2 separate regions of the Ovis aries genome follow, and region 2 is linked to region 1. Evidence: chromatin contacts called from public Hi-C data. All regions are on one chromosome and are shown on one strand. Each heading gives the region's core, a stretch centred on a gene start, on an enhancer-like site or on the middle of the called end of the contact. The rest is flanking DNA. Distances are from core to core; before and after follow the strand shown.

What was found. Hi-C and Micro-C count contacts between places; a contact is called where the count stands out from the background.
Region 2: a contact with region 1 is called in a Hi-C map of mixed tissues, with 2.5 times the contacts expected there. The contact joins two enhancer-like sites. A contact is called at or near these places in 8 of 16 Hi-C or Micro-C datasets (blood, liver, mixed tissues and 4 more).

The regions. Positions count from the first base shown.
Region 1 is chr5:58,555,865-58,558,564 of ARS-UI_Ramb_v3.0, forward strand. IL17B (interleukin 17B) reads right to left here. Exons shown (of 6, transcript XM_042250654.2): 4 at 1,374-1,458. Among named protein-coding and RNA genes, the nearest start is that of IL17B, 19 kb to the right of the region's middle. Within about 2 kb of position 1,382, at least 4 of the 54 cell types and tissues checked have an H3K27ac peak or open chromatin away from gene starts, as enhancers often do.
Region 2 is chr5:58,601,595-58,604,294 of ARS-UI_Ramb_v3.0, forward strand. No RefSeq gene overlaps it. Among named protein-coding and RNA genes, the nearest start is that of MIR143, 14 kb to the left of the region's middle. Within about 2 kb of position 1,332, at least 31 of the 54 cell types and tissues checked have an H3K27ac peak or open chromatin away from gene starts, as enhancers often do.

The DNA.
Region 1 (2,700 bases), core at 132-2,631:
CCTGAATGTCACAAGATTAATCTGTCCGGGGCAGGTTTCCACAGCATAACTGAGAAGCTGGCTGAGGCTCGAGCTCATGAGAGATACCACCATATTTGGTCAAATACTAGACAGGGCTCTATTCTATCACTGGAAACTCCAGAGGGAGGGGGACTCTGAAAATACCTCCTCAAGCAACAAAGGCCCCCAGTCCCACCCCAGGCTGCCCCAGCCCCAACACCACTGTCCTTTGGACGTGTGAAACAGCCAGCATGAGGAGGCAAAGGATGAGGGCAAGCTGGTTGTAACCTGTGCAGCCTTCTTGCTGCCCTTCTGATGTTGCTGCTGGTAGGGTCCCACAGACATGCAGCCGGGGGCCCCCTCCCTGCATCCACAGAAAGGGAGAAATTAAAAGATGGGGATTGGGCTACAAGGGGGCTCCTCAGTTTCTCAGGACCCCTGAAACCACCACACTCTTCTTCCCTGCCAGCAACACACACTGCGGGCTTCCATCTCCCAAAGACAGGGCTTGGCTGCCTCAGCTTCCAACTTCACAGATTCCAGGGTCCTGGCCCCAGAGTTCTAATGAGGCAGTCCCAGAAATCTGCACCTTACCCAGGCCCCAGTCAGGGAACTACAGGGCTCCTCACCCATCACCTGCCCCATCACCATTCTACCACAGGAAGACCAAGGCCCAGGGAGGGACAGGCCTTACCCAAACTCACACAGCATGTTGGTGCAAAGCTGAGTAAGGCTGGTTCAAGCACAATTTATTCTCCTAATTCTTAAGCAGGGGGCCTGGATTCAGTCCCTGGTCAGGGAACTAGATCCCACATGCTACAACTAAGGGTTCGCGTGCTACAACTGAAGATCCCATGTGCCACAACCAAGACCTAATACAGGCAAATAAATAAATTCAAGTATTTTTTTAAAAGACAGAGAACCTAGAAGCCAGGCCAGTCCTTCTGGTGGCCCCAGAGAGAGGAGGGGGATCTGTGGATACTTAAGCAGGTACAGTGAGGAGTCAAGGATGGACCCAGTCACCATCATTGGGTTTCCCATTCCTGGGCCAGTTCAAGCCAGGAAGCAGGCCCGTTCTTCCAACTTTGGTTTCTAGAAACCACTGAGAGGTCATCAGACCTGAAGGGTATCCTGAGGATGAACCCTGCCTGACCACTGAGGGACCTTCCCCTGCAGGTCAGAGCCAGGCCTGAAGGAGGCATGATAACAGAGACCCCACAGAGACCCCTTAGGTCTTTTCTCACAGTCAGTGATCAATACAGGGGAATGAGGGAAGGGCTACATGGGCTGGAGAGCAAGGGGCAGGAAATGGTTGTGCTCAGAGCTACCAGGTCCCTCAGAGGCCGCCCAGCTAGAAGCAGTTCTGTACTCACCGCCAGGTGGCACCACCAGAAAGCCAGATGTCCCAGAGGAGCAGGCAAACCCTGGCAGAACTTTGACGCCAGCCACTTCTTTTCCCTGGATGAAAACAAGGGAACCAGGTAAGTAAAAGACTTGTGCCTACCCATGGCCGCCGGAGCAACCCTAGCGTTGATGAGGACCAGTGCCCGGGACACCTTCCAGATCAGAGTAGGAACTGTATGACACACAACCAGCCAGGAGTGAGGGGGCAGGGGCTGGGTGGTAGCTTCTGTCTGCTGTGTGAGTGACTGCCTTTACTTGGAGCACCTACCATGTGTTAGGCCCTAGGCCTCTGGCACTAGGACAACGTAATCTTCAGGAAAACAATAAGTAATAATAGCTGCTGCTTAATTCTACTTACTCAGACTACCTGCATGCATGCATGCTCAGCTGCTCAGTCTCGTCCAACTCCTGCAACCCCATGGACAGTAGCCCATCAGGCTCCTCAGTCCATGGGATTTCCCAGGCAAGAATACTGGAGTGGGTTGCCATTTCTTCCTCCACTTAGACCACCTAGTACAGTGAGAAGTCTCATGTGCATTGTTATTTGTGGTTGTTTGTTTTAAAAAATCTTTTGGCCACACTGCTCAACATATGGGATCTTAGTCTGCCGACCAGGGATTGAACCTGCACCTTCTGCATTGGAAGCATGGAGTCTTAACCCCTGGACTGCCAGGGAAGTACCACATGCACTGCTTCATTAAATCCTCCCAACCACCCTGTGGTGAGGTCTTAATTTTATCCCGAATCTACAGATGGGGAAACTGAGGCTCAGAGAGCCCAAAGTCACAGAGGATTCAAAGCAAATTTGATTCTGAGAGGGATATCACAGTCAGCAAGGAGGCAGGAATGTCCAACTGGTCAGCTGGTCACTGAGGAGGGTCTATGCTTGCCTCAGCCACACCTTGACATCGTCAAACCAGATCCTGCATGTTGGGGCAGTCACTGAACCCAAGCCCAAACAGAGTCCTCATAGAGATGTAAGAGTTCCCAGGCTGTGGGTCTGGCACCCAGCAATATTCCTGGCTCATAGTAGGCATTCACTAAATACCTGATGCATTCAATCCAAACAGCTATATATATGTGACACATGGTGGTAATGCTGGGGTGGAGCATGGGAGGCCAGAGCAGCAGGGAACCAGAGAAGGAGATGCAGCCCAGGAGGTCAGAGTTCAGACTCCAGAGGTTGACAGACCTGAGTTTTAATCCTGCCTCTGCCACTTCAGAGCTGTGTAATCTCAGGAAAGTTACTTGACATCTCTGAACTTAGTTTCTCATGCACAGTGGAGATAATAGTAA
Region 2 (2,700 bases), core at 82-2,581, 46 kb after region 1:
AAAAGGAAACTAACCATTCCTATAAACCTGCGGTGGGAAGGAATAATGGCTGGGGTGGCGTTAGGCAGGACTGGTGGAGCCTTGAAGGCCCAGGGCGGGTTTCACAGCAGAAGAGTGGCTGACCCAGTCATCTCACTTAGAAATGAGATCTTAGACCCTACGGCCCCACAGGGCCCCTGGGCCATCATGGAGGCAGGCATAATGGGGGAAGGGACAGAACAGGAGGGAGGTCACAGAGGCCTATCCTTGAGGTGGAGACAATCTGGGTTCAAGGGACAGTGGCTGGGTGGACTGGGTGAGGCCGCCCGGAGAGGTCAGGAAGGAGAAGTTCAGTCCTGGAGAAGGTGGACGGGGAGGAATCCATTTAGCCTCCGGCAACAGCAGAGTGAATGGGCCTATTTGGGGAGTGGGGCTGATCACTGGTTGGTACCTCAGGTGGTTTTGCTTTCTTTCTGCTTCTCTGTGCTTCCCCTTTTTCTGCACTGAGCAACTAGTAAAGAAGGGAGTGGGCTATCTCTGGGAGCCCCAGGCTGGGAACCAGGTGGCCCTGTCTCACCGGAGGGACACGCCCAGGGCAGCCCGTGAGAGCAAACGAGCCCCCCTGGGGAGCTTCTGGGTCTGGTGGGAGAGGCTTGAACACCTGCAGGGGCCTTTGGCAACTCAGCCTCTGGTGTCTCCCTCTACCCCGAGGGATAATGACTCTATAGCAGAGGCAGTGGGTGGGGTGGACGCGCCTAGGTTCCCCCTCCCCCAACACACACACACACACATACCCTTAGGCTCCCGGGTGTGTCTGTGTCAGCAACATTGTGCACCCGGGCGTGGGCCGCCAGCTCAGCAAAGTCGCCGTAGGACTGGCCTGGGCACCCGGCAGAGGCAGGCTGGGTTCTGCTCCTCACCGCCCACTTCCCCAGTCTGGCCCCGTTGCTCCAATTAGTAGGGCAGCCCAGTGAGCTGAGAAAGGTTCATGCTGAGCAGGAAAAGGCCAGGACTCGCCCGCCTCCCCGTATCCATGAAGCTACGGGAGGGCAAGCCTTGGGCACTTGATAGTCTGCATTCTGCGTGAGCAACCAGCTCACTGGGTTCCCCGACCTGGGCCTCAGTTTCCCCTTCGACCAGTGAGCCAATGTATACATTCATTTTCTCTTCCTGGCATCCAGCGAGTGTCAGACCTGCAATAAGCATCGAAGAGACAATAAACTCGGATCCTAGGCCTTGGAAAGCGTCCCCCTGAGCCCTGTGTGGCAGCAAAGCGGGTGGGGTGCGGTGCGAGGCCGGCTTCCCTCTGCGTCCGCAGGCGACGGACGCCCAGAAGAGGGCGGCAGAGAGCGGGATCCCAGCGCAAGGGAGCCGTGACCTCGTCAGTCCACGAAGGCGGAGGCCTGGGGATTTTCAGCCTCACTGCTGTCAGGAAAAAGTTTCACAAGGGCCTCTGGCGCAGCGGCATTCTCTTGGATCTCGGCCCTGGGGCGGCCCACCTCTCATCACTCTCCTACCCGCGGAGGGGCAGAGCAGCCTTGGGGCTGGGGCGGGGCGGTGCAGGGGCAAGGGCGAGGTGGGGATGCCCCAGCCGTGATCAGCTTGCGGAAGGAGGCCACAAGGGCAGAGGAAGGGGGGGTGGGGCGGGGGTGGGGATGGGGGCGGGGAGGCTGCCGGGACAGTCTGTGGGGAAGGGTCACAGGGTCGGGTAGGGGGCTGGTCCTAGAAGCAGCTCACACCCAGCACTTTCTTTGTCTGTGAACCAATCCAGAAAACTAGGTTTTCTGAAGATCACGCTGATGCTGTGATGGGGAGGGACTTAACCCACACACACTCAGCATACACTCCTGTTCTCCCATCAGCATGCTCTCAACACACTAACATGCATTTCCACCCACATCACACCCAACTGATACACACATAGACATTCATATCGCACCAACACACACATTCATGATCACACGCACGTTCACACAAACACCCTTGCACACACGAATCCACATCCAGTTTCACCCAACTTTCTTCATACTCACACTTGTGTACACGCATAATTCACATACATTCATACTCTCAAGCACATACAAGCACACACCCATTTTTTTCACCCACCTCTCACAAGCACTCACACACACAACTTGTACACATATACACTCACACACACTCACACATTCACACACCGGAGGGCCTTTCCCAAGAAAAGCCAGTGGAGTCAGGGGGCTGTCTGCCAGCTCTGGTCCCTCATGTTGGGTTCCAGGGTTAATCCCAGCTCTCAGAATACTGTGAGCCATTGCCTCCCACCCACTTTCAAAAGGGATTTGAGATGATTTAGAAGGTTAAATCCTAAATAAAACAGGATAATGAAAAAGAAACACAAGAGGGTAGAAGCATTAAAAGTGTAACACTTGTTTCTCCAGACCTGGGCCTTCTAACCTTGTAAGGACCCAGTGATCTGTGATTTCAGAGCCCCAGGGCCAGCCTCATGATCTCCTGACCATCCCTCTGCACTCGCCTTCCCATCCACTGCCAGTCAGCCTCTTGAGCTGAACCCTTGACCTTGGCCTCTCTCTCCCACCAGCTGAGTTCCCAGCCACTGAAAAGCAAAATTCCTCTCCTCATCGTCCTAGAGTCTCAATTCTCAAGCTCCATTCATTTGACCTGTGGTCTTGACCTTTTCCACCACCACCTCTCAAAAAGGCCCTCATTCAAACAAAACACCCAGTA